Regions from separate parts of the Anas platyrhynchos genome. Here region 1 is linked to region 2. A link is a contact called in public Hi-C data. All regions are on one chromosome and are shown on one strand. The core of a region is the stretch at or near the end of the contact, and the rest is flanking DNA. Distances in the headings are between cores, read along the strand shown. Region 1 overlaps RBM20 (RNA binding motif protein 20). Region 2 holds the start of RBM20 (RNA binding motif protein 20).

Evidence for each region. A called contact is a pair of places that touch in the nucleus more often than the background predicts.
Region 1: a contact with region 2 is called in a Hi-C map of small yellow follicle, with 3 times the contacts expected there. The contact joins the enhancer-like site here to the promoter of RBM20 in region 2. A contact is called at or near these places in 2 of 8 Hi-C or Micro-C datasets (skeletal muscle and small yellow follicle).

What each region holds. Positions count from the first base shown.
Region 1 is chr6:31,098,509-31,103,561 of IASCAAS_PekinDuck_T2T, forward strand. The region is part of intron 1 of RBM20 (RNA binding motif protein 20); the gene reads left to right. Among named protein-coding and RNA genes, the nearest start is that of RBM20, 49 kb to the left of the region's middle. Within about 2 kb of position 1,908, at least 1 of the 8 cell types and tissues checked has an H3K27ac peak or open chromatin away from gene starts, as enhancers often do.
Region 2 is chr6:31,048,875-31,054,020 of IASCAAS_PekinDuck_T2T, forward strand. It overlaps RBM20 (RNA binding motif protein 20), which reads left to right and starts at 3,446. Exons shown (of 14, transcript XM_038181342.2): 1 at 3,446-3,796. The coding sequence starts at 3,642. It overlaps LOC110351791 (a long non-coding RNA gene), which reads right to left and starts at 950. Exons shown (of 3, transcript XR_011810115.1): 1 at 734-950; 2 at 114-224.

The sequences.
Region 1 (5,053 bases), core at 658-3,157, 48 kb after region 2:
AAAGTTGATTGAGAAGAAAAAAGTAGAAATATGTAAATGAAATTGGGATTTTGTTTAGAAGCACTTGCAAAGTATCACTGCATTCACCCCCCTCAATAACTGAAAAATCGACAGGGGAAGGTAAATATAAAAGAATTAAAACCAAGATTGATGGTAGATTTTAAATGGAGCAGAATGATGCTAGTGAAGAGGGAGACCCAGTATCAGGTAAAGACTAAAGTGGCTAGAATTGATGAAAAAACAACTACTAGTTATTAAATACTTCCCTTTGTAATAAATACTTCATTTATTCAATTCATCATTCCTGAGAGTTGGATCCAAAAGTACGGTAAGATTCTTGTCCTCCTAGTAGTTTCAAAAATCATGGAAAGTGGGAATAAATCCAAGCCATTGAAAAAGTGCTAACCACTGAAAAATGGTGACTGGGATAGTCCGTGTAATTGTAGTGCAGTTAGTTTGATGCCAACATGGGACAAAATAACAAGAATTTTTTAGATGAACGTCATTGATAAAGACTAAAACAAACAAACAAGCTCCAAAGGTAGAAATATAGTTATTTAAGTCAGCATAATCTTCCGTTAAAAAGAATTTTGCTGAATGTTTTTTTCTTTGAGATTTTAGTTTTGTTTGATAAAGGTCAGTAGATAGATCATAAGCTTTAATTTTTGCAAGGTATTTTGCTTCATAACTCCTGGTCTTTTGATTTTTAGGAAAAAAAAATAGCATGTATCGTTAGAGTGATATTTAAATTGCTGGGTTAAAAAAAGTCTGAAAGCTGTAGGGAATTTCCTTCAATAGGGATCTTTTTTGGCGGGATACCAGAGATTTGGAAACAGTCTTATTCAGCATTTTCACAAAGTTTAAAGTTGCTGTTCACTAGTGCCCTAAAGAATGCTATCATTTTAAGTAACAATAGCACTGCAAGTTCTGTTCGTGTAGCAAGTTGGATCCCTGTTAGCATGAAACATTATAATGCCAAATCTGTAATAGGAAGTTCGGAAGTGGATATTTAAGTTGGAACGCAATTCCACATTAATAGTAAAGGTAATTAGCCACTGCGACAAACCAAAAGGAGACAACCCAAGTAATTCTTTGCCTCTTGCCTAGCTGTGGCACACAGGGCGACCTAGTGGCTCTTCCCAGCCTTAAACTTCACAAAACCATGGTGGTTTTTTTTTTTGTTTGTTTGTTTTGTCTTTTTGTGTAGTACCAGAGGAGGAGAGGAGTAGAAAAGGCAAATGAGGTAGATGAGGTAGAGGGTCAGGGCTGAACCAAAGCTTGCTAGGGGAATGAAAAGCTTGAATAAGTATTTTCCAGGGTGAGACAGGAAACTTAAATTGCGTTATCCATTGGGAAGGCAGTGAAAAAGTGAGAATGGGAGAAGCAGCAAAAAGCGGTGTAAATCTCTCAGAACCCTCAACTGCTTTCCTCCATCCCCTATTTTGATTTCCAGCTCATGAGCAAAGATTTTCTATGAAATCCCATTTCTCTTCCTTTTAAAGTCATTGGAACAGCCCAATGACCAGCAGCCAGAGCTGCAGAATGCCTCTTCATGCCACGCCATAGGTCCTGTTGTGTTGCCAATACCTGTGTCAGAATTAAATCCTAGACAGGTTGGGGATGGCACGGATTTGACTGTCTTGCTAAAGCAAAGCAAGCATTGGGTGAGGAATGCTGAGATATTTGACAGTTCAGGTATGTCGGCTTCCAGACTCTCAGACAGAAGCTAACTTGCAGTGATTTGTTGTTGCCAAAAATAGAATCATCCACAGACCAGCAAGCTGCTCCTGATGGGGTGTAATTAGAAAGGTCACAAGTCTGTGAGCTTGTCTGGATCATGTGTGTTCGCTGCCTCAGTATCGGAGACTTGTCTATAATTTCCTCTCTGGGTGAAGATCTTTAGGTTCTGTAAGGACATTTGTATTGAACAAGTGGACATCACATAAATACTGTATACAACTCAGCTGTCATATGTTGACTTTGATATTGAGGAGGCTTATAACTTAATGGAGTGTGAAGAGATGCTTATCTAGCTCATTTTGCTCATGCTGGAAGATTAGCTCCTCTATACTGAGCGTGCATACATGTCACCGCTAGGATTCTTGCTTTCTTTTCCTGAACACTTTATCCTACAATAAGAGTGGAGCAAATGCTGCTCAGGAGTAAGTGTGTAAATATAATACCATACTACAGGACTGCACTGACTTGGGACAAGGCCTGAATTCACCACAGAATTTCAGTGCTGCTTATACTGGAAGCAACAGAAGTGGTTATTTGATTTATACCACTGACTTAAACCCATGATTAGCCCACTGAACATTAAAACACGTTTCATTGCCCTGGGAGAATTAGTGGGTAAGCAAATAGCCACAGGGTCTTCTATTAAAGCGTATCACAGTTTTTTTTATTTGGCAAGTTTTTAGCTCTGATCATGGTTGGTAGTGCAGCTTGGAAGATATTGGAATATCTTGTGAAGGGGGAGGGTTATAAAAATTCAGCAATGAAATCTTAAATATGTGAGTCTAATTGGGTTTTAATTTCAATTTTTGTGAAGGGGACTATATGTTCATAAGCTATTAAATATCAGATCGCAGTCAGCAAGGTTTCTCTTTACTTCAACTAAAGCAAGTTATGCTGGGCTGAGCAGGAGCCTTGGGCTGAAATTGTCGCAGTGGTATGGAGGAGTTTGAGCTTTTGGCAAGGACGTAGATGTGAAGCAGCGTGAAACCGGTGGGCTTGGCCCAGGGAATGAGAGGTGAAGTGTTTGCTATTGGTCAGCCAAACAGGTAAGGTGGAATTCAGACCTCCGAGACCTTTCACAGGTCCAACCTGGATGCTCTTGTTCAGCTTCTTGAAAACTTTAAAATCTTTGGCACTCACCCCCTTCTAAATAAGGACATAACTTGTAGGCTTCAAGCAAGCTCTTCTTCCTTGTGACAATGCTATGAGCATCTAAAGGAAGAGAAGAACGTATAGGTTTCTAACAGGGTGGCAATGGGTGGCTTAAGTCATAAATTGAGCAGTTGTAGGCAGTGAAGGTGCAAATGCACCTGAGAACATCACAGTTTTACAAAGTCTTGCCCCTCAAAATGGGTGAAGCTGTTGTAGGTTACCAGTGCTATGTTGTCCACAACTACACCACATGTTCTACACATAAGCATCATTTTGAGAGTACAGTCATCTTAATGTAGTTTGCATATGTGTCTCTTACTCTGCATGTTGTATCTGTGTTTTATATTTATGTAAAGGCACCTATGTAAATGTGTATATTTCATTGTGGGTGCTTTTTTTTTTTTTTTTTTTTTTTTTCCCATTTCTGCTCTACCTCTGCAGCTTCGTAGAATACTTGTCCTAATTTCAGTTGCTCATTTTTGTGAAAAATAATAAGGAAAAGAAAATCTCTTAAAATAACAAGCAGTATTTAAAACTTTTATTCTGGGTAGAACATTTCACTTTATCAGTACGCATACTCTTGATATCAACTTTAAGTGGGCTCAGCTCTTTCACCGCTCCAAAGATAGACTTCTTGTTATGGGACCTTCTGCAGTTGCCCTTGCTGACATCAGGTGGGTTGTCAAAATGTATGGCTTTTCTCTGTCTCTAATAATTCTTTCCTAAACTTTTTTTTTTTTTTTCTGGGTTCAAGCAAATTATGCCAGCTATTATACTGCATCCAGCCCATCTGCATGGCAGCTACCATTTTGCTGTTAAGAGATACCTTTTCCTTTCTCTTCTGTTTCTGCAGTTAATTGATGGTAGAAGTTCCTGTTGGGCCTTTTGAAAAGTAGAAAAGGTCAGATGTGTGTGCAGAATACTTCAAAATTTTAAGGAAAAACAACAACAACAACAAAAATGAGTCTATGACATTGTTCAGTTGAAGAGATGTATTGTTCGTAAGCATTTCCCTCACTGCAGTGCAAGTCCCACGCATTACAGGGGGCACAAGGGCAGCACTGTTTGCTAGTCATGGCACAAATCACTGTCCTGAAACATTCAGCACCCTGGAGCAATGCAGAGGCAATTGTAGGATTGCAGGCAAATTGCTCCTTGCAAGCAATTCAACTGCTGCTCATGAGAAACAGAACTGCAGTAGCAGTTTGACTTTTATATAAATGAAGCATGGTCAAAAGACATTTCTGGTCAGGCTTTGAGTCCTGAAGATTTCACACTTCCACGCTGCACTGTGCGGATGCCAAAATACTGATCTTGAATGCTAGCACGAAATTCCCGGAGGGCTGGTGCTCAAGTGCTGGATGGAAGTTATGAGAGTTGTACAGATGGTCGCAAGGTGGTTTTTAAGTCGCTTTTTGGAGTGTGAGAGCTGGCAGCAAAATTATTTTGGAATGCTGTCTGGAAGAAAGATGTGACATAAAACAGATTTCTCTTTGCTGTTACAAGTTAGTACAATATTAATCTAATTTAATTAGTATTATATAAAAAGAGATTGTTTTGTGCTTCCTCATTTCTTTTTATGAGCCTCTGGAACACCACAAGGCATAACAGTGTGTTTAGAGATGAGCTTCATTCATACGCTTCATAGCGAAGAGAAGGCACTTACGGGACTGACTGCCTCGCTGCTGTGAACGGTACAATTTCACTGAAATTATGGCCGCTTAAATGTTGTTAAATGTGATCAAAATGCTGGTCTGGCAAACCTTTGTTCACCTTGGGCCTGATCCAAAGACCAGTCAGGGAACTGGAAACACTTCTTCCAGTCAGTGTTCTGGATCAAACCCTTTATGAAAATAATTTTCTTATCTCAATTGTTATGGCTTCACGTGGCCTCTAAACGGCTGGGAGCTGATATCCGTAGATGAAACATGATTTAGCAACGTACCCCACAAGAACGGGGATGTGGAACATTTTAAAGTTTTCTTAATGCTTAAATAATGATCATTTAAGAGCTCAAGTAAGTGAGATTCAGAGCCTTGCAAGGGCTCGGCATCAGGAGCATTTTCTGTGGAAGAAAATCTAAATCGAGATTTATGTCCCAAGGTGTTGTCCAAATCATGTGCTGTAGCTTGCTTCTCTTTCTGGTAATACTCTTTGACAC
Region 2 (5,146 bases), core at 2,196-4,695:
ACATCCCGTGAAAAGAAAATCACTGAAGAGGAACAAGTGAAAAGTGGTGCTGGCTAAAACCCTTTTCAGGAGAAGCTGATAGCAAAAGCTCATAAAAATGAACAGTGACTTACCCAGAAGGCAGACTTCATGTAGCCAGACACTGGAAAGCTCTGCTGCAGTCTTCAGCTTCTCTGTCCAGACAATGATTGGAGAGAACAACAGGCAAAGATACACAGCAAGCTCTGAAAATAGGGTTCAGTGTCATTTAAGAAAAAAATAATGTCTTAATGATCTTAATCTGTCAGGTCTAAAGAGGTTTTAATCCATTTTCTGGAAATTGAAGGTACTTTTCTTCATTATCTTTGGGAGTCAAGTAAGAGAGTGCTTTCCTGCCTCCCTCTGCAGTGTGTTAAGGAGTACGATGTTACCATTCTTCCTAGATGAAGTCTTTTATTCCTGCAACGGGATACATCTATTACTTCAATCCTATTTAAGAACCAATATCTTACTCTTCATGAAATCATTTTTGTATTTTAATGTTTTCATTTCTGCTTGTGGTACCATCATAACACTGTCTAAATCACTTCAAAATACTTTATAAACATTAATTAAAATATATTTTTTCTGTAGTAACAGCAAAACAAAACAAAACAAACAAACAAAAACACAACAGAGTTTATTGTCCATTATTTCTAGCTTCATTAGCCAGTTTGTGAATAAGCCATGTTATGCTTATTCACAAATAAGCTACCTAAGCTGGTTCTGCGCTTCCCAGCTCGGCTGTGCAGGACTTATCTGCTAGCACCCAACTCTTACGGAAAGGACCGTGTTTCTTCCAGAGCTAACTAAGGCCCAGAAGTACTTGGGTTATCCATATTTTCCAATTCCCCCCAGCCTCCCTTCCCCTAATAACGGAGAGTTGGTTATATATTGATTTCACAGAGGATTACATTTAGGGTGTTACAGTCACAGGGGATTAAATTGCAGGTTGCAGAGAAACAGCCAGGTTCAGGCACGAACCAAAGAAAGGTCTTACTTAGACTAATGGGCACATTGACTTGATATAATCTTTTATTCTTAGACGTGTTTCCTTGCTACTGTCTAACCCTACAGTTAATCAAGCTCTTAAGGCAATGAAGTTACAGCTATTTTTGTTATTTGACGCTGAACTATTTGGGGACAGCGTATCCTGTGTGTGCCTGGCTCCATCAATTTTCTACTTTATGGCCCCTTTCTCTTTCCTACCCACGCCTTTGTTAATCTACCCTCCTAAAAAATAAATAGTCTGACTGTGAGTTCATGTACACCAGAGTGCTGCTTCTGATTTATAGCAATGCAAGTTAGAGCAGCAGTTGGATCAGGAGATCAGTTTTAGCGTGCAGAGTGCTGTGTCCGAAAAACCAAAAAAGGCATTGTAAAAGGTGGCTTTTGTTTTAATCGTGTGCGAGGACACAGTAATTGTCTTTATCTCAGCCCAAATTAATAGCTAGCAATGTTTTTTATTTTTTTATAAGTGCTTATTAACATATTTGACAAAATCAGCAGTTTTAATCTCAAATCACAGATATTTATTTTCATTAATTAGCAGCAAGGTGAAAGCCAGTCCATTGCCACAGTCACCACTTGTTGACAGTTTTGCTAGTACGGAAAGGACCTCTAGCTGAGGGTAAAAACCTACTGATATGTTTTCTCCACATGCATAATTAACTGTGGTGCATATTAGGAAAATATGAAGCACTTGTGCAGCATTTTGTACTTGTTCAATTCTATGATTCATTTATACTGTCCAGCGACTGTTCTCCCTCTCTCTTACGCCAGTGCTATCAAAATACTGCAAGGCTTGGACAGAAACCGTGCTGATTTCTTGCATGAAAGATCCTGTTAGCCTTAGTAAGTCCCTGCTTGCTCTCAGACAGTAACACACCCACTCATTTATTTGCAATTAAGACAACGAGGTAATGCCCTGCATGTCCGAGGGAGCCTCGTGCAGCTGTGTTCAGGTAAGTAGGGACCAGGTGGAGACAAGGGGAAAGTGCTCCTGCCAAACCAGCTTGTGCCAAACAAAACACCACGGTGTGACAGTAAAAAAGCTTGACAAAGAGCAGAGATGTAGGAATGAGGACTGTGACTTTAAAGAGTGACTGGAGCAAAACTTTGCAAAGTTTCCAGACCCAACACTCTGAGTGCCAAGCTCTTCACTGGATGCATTGAATGCAGGAATAGCAGTGCTAGTAAAACACACTTGATCCATTTTTACAAGTGATGTAATATATAACTGTCTGTGCGAAGTAACACGTTCTTGTGACTATCCACCTTCTAATCCACGGCCGTGCATTGGTGTCATAGCTGTGCTCTTGCTGCCCTCCGAGCCATGAGTCACCATCTTTCACTTCCTCAAATAATTACAGGCAGCAGAAGGAGCTGTCGCTGGGGCTCTTCAGGGCTTTCTCTGCTGCTCTGGCAAGAAGGGAATTCCACGCCTTGCCTCACCTGCCTGCAGGACCGTACCTGTCTTTTGCTGGAAGATCTGCTGGTTACACCGTGCTGACCATCCCTCGGCCCTAGCTGAACCCGAAAACAAGTGACATTACAAAACTACTCAGAACGCATTTGTCGGAGCATTGTGTGAGCAAATCCATGTGTATACACATGTGCTGATCGCCGCTTCTCTTTAGTAGGTTCATTGGGTGTTGTGTTACTCCTAAATAATGAAACTGGTGAAATATGGCCTTGTTCTCTGCTGCCTTGCACCTGGCTAGTGCTTCCCATCCGTGAACTAAGGGCAAAGTACGTGTTGAATGCGAAGAACTGTAAATTTTCCAGTCCCTGGTGGCAATATTTTGTGCCCATTTACAAGGCAGCGTGCTCCTAAGTGACTCCACCAGGTGCAGGGGGGAGGAGGGCCCGACCTCCCCGCTCCTGTCTTTCCCCTCAATTCAGATTAAATTTTCCCCAAATCCCGGACATTTCTGCTTTCCCCTAGTGGGTGTCTGCCGGGGGCAGGGTGCCCGGCACCCGGAGGCGATGCAAGAGGAGGTGTCAGGGTGCTCAGCCTGAGCAGGACAAGGAGACCCGGAGGGACACGTCCAGCCCCAGCCGATACCAGCACCGCAATTTCTGCCCCGTTTCGGCTGCGGGGCTGGGGCACAGCCTCCCCTCCGGCCCCACGCCGGCTGACACAGCCCATGTCGGGGAGGCGGCTGATGGCATTGCTGTCAGAGGTGCTATCCCCGGGGGATTACTCGCGACGTGCACACTTTTCCCCCCCCGGTTTGGGAAGGGGAGCGAAGCGGTGCAGGAAAACCCCCACCGGGGCGTGTTAAATCCCCCGGGGCGCTCTGCCTTTGGGTCCCCGGCAGGTGCCGGAGGAACACACAGCCGGACAGACAGACAGACAGAGGAGGCGGCAGGGGCCGGGCTCAGGTGGGGCGGGGGGGGCCGGGCCGAGCCGGGCCAGGGGAGGGGGCGCCGCCGCCCGCCCCCAGCCCCGCCAGCAGCACCGAGGCCCCGCACGGCGCCGCAGGGCGGGCACAGCCGCAGGGGGCTCCCGGCTCTCCTCCTCCTCTTCCTCCTCCTCCTCCTCCTCTTGCAGCCCGGCGGGGGGAGCGCGGCCGCCTCCGGGCCCCCCGTCCTTGCCTCCCGGGCGCCCCCCCCGCCGCATGGTCCCCGCCGCTGCCATGAGCCAGGCCCCGGCCCCCCGCGGCGCCGCCCGGCCGGGGAGCGATGCCCGCAGCGATGCCCGCAGCTCGGCCCCCGGCCGGGGCCCCGGCAGAGGGATGCCGCCGCCGCCCAGCCTGCCCCAGCTCCTGCACAAGTAAGAAGCCGGGGAGGGGACGGGAGGGCAGGGCGGGCACGGGGCGCTCTCCTTCCCTCCCTCCCTCTTTTCCTCCCTCCCTCCTTTTTGCCTCCCCCCCCCCCCCCTCCCCACCTCCCCGCTCCGTTCCCAGACTGACAGCCGCCCGGACGGGGGTCGGCCCGGCCCCGCTGCCGCCAGCTTCAGCCCCCCCGGCCCGGCTCGGCAATGGGATGGCAGCGCCCTGGGGTGTCCCCCCCCTAAGGGCCCGGAGCCGGCCCCGCTCTCACGGCGGCGCCCGGCGTCCCCAAAGCCGCTGTGGGTCCCGGGGGGATCGGGAGCGCGCTCGGGGGCGTTTCCTTCGCCCCCCGAGGGTCCCTGGGGGGCCAGGAGGGTGTCTCCGTGCCGCACCTCTGCCCGGCTGTCCCCAAACCCACGCTCTCAGAGGGCACGGCACCGGCGGCATCCCGCTGCTCCCTCCGGAGGGGGACGGAAAATAAAAGGACTTTTTTTTTTTTAGGGAGGGGGGAGCCGTGCTTTTTGGGGCAAAGGAGAACCGGGAGGCGAACCTTGGCAAGCACAAGTGGCGGCACGACCCGAGCTGTGCCGGCCCCGGGCAGCCCCGCGCCCCGTTTGCCCCTAACCCTAAATCCTCGGGGAAGGCTCCCAGTAGAGCGGGAGGGCTGCGAGGGGGCACCGGGAGACCGGGATCGCCTCCTCGGCCGGCCTGGCAGCAAAAGCAGCCACGGAGGGCTTGGAGGGAGAGCTTTCGGCCCCGTCCCCAAGGATTTGCCCAGCACACGGCCGTATAAATAGCGGTGCGCACAGCTTCAGCTTTGCGGCGAGCTGATTGTAAGTCGGGAGCTGCGGTATCGTTTGTAAACACGTAGGAAACCGCTGGTAAATTCTCCTTGCAGGGTGGCCTTTACGCTTCTCGGAGCTTAGTTTTATTTTTTGTTTTCCGGGGGGATGTTTTTCAGGCAAGTTTTGAAACTTAATCTGTTAACAATCCTTCCTGTTATCCGTGTTTTTACTCCTGTTTGGAAACACAGACTTGGAAGTTCACGCTGAAACTGAAACAGTAATGGTGGCTTCCTAATTCAGCTGGGTAGCTGAAGAGCCGCCTGTGAGTTGTAGTGCAACCAGAAGGTAACTTGTGCTTGTGCAAAATCGGCCTGAAAGCTTGAACTGTGCTCTCCAGTGTCGGCCCTCGTTATTTAATGTTTCTCAAGACTTCACATGGGTGCAGGTCAGGTGAATCTGTCAGGACTGCCTCACGATTAATTTTCTCCTGTGGTGCACGATATCTGCGAAGGCATCCATCCCATTTTCACCCGTCCCGCCTACTGCCTAATTCTAGGTAGGGGAGCT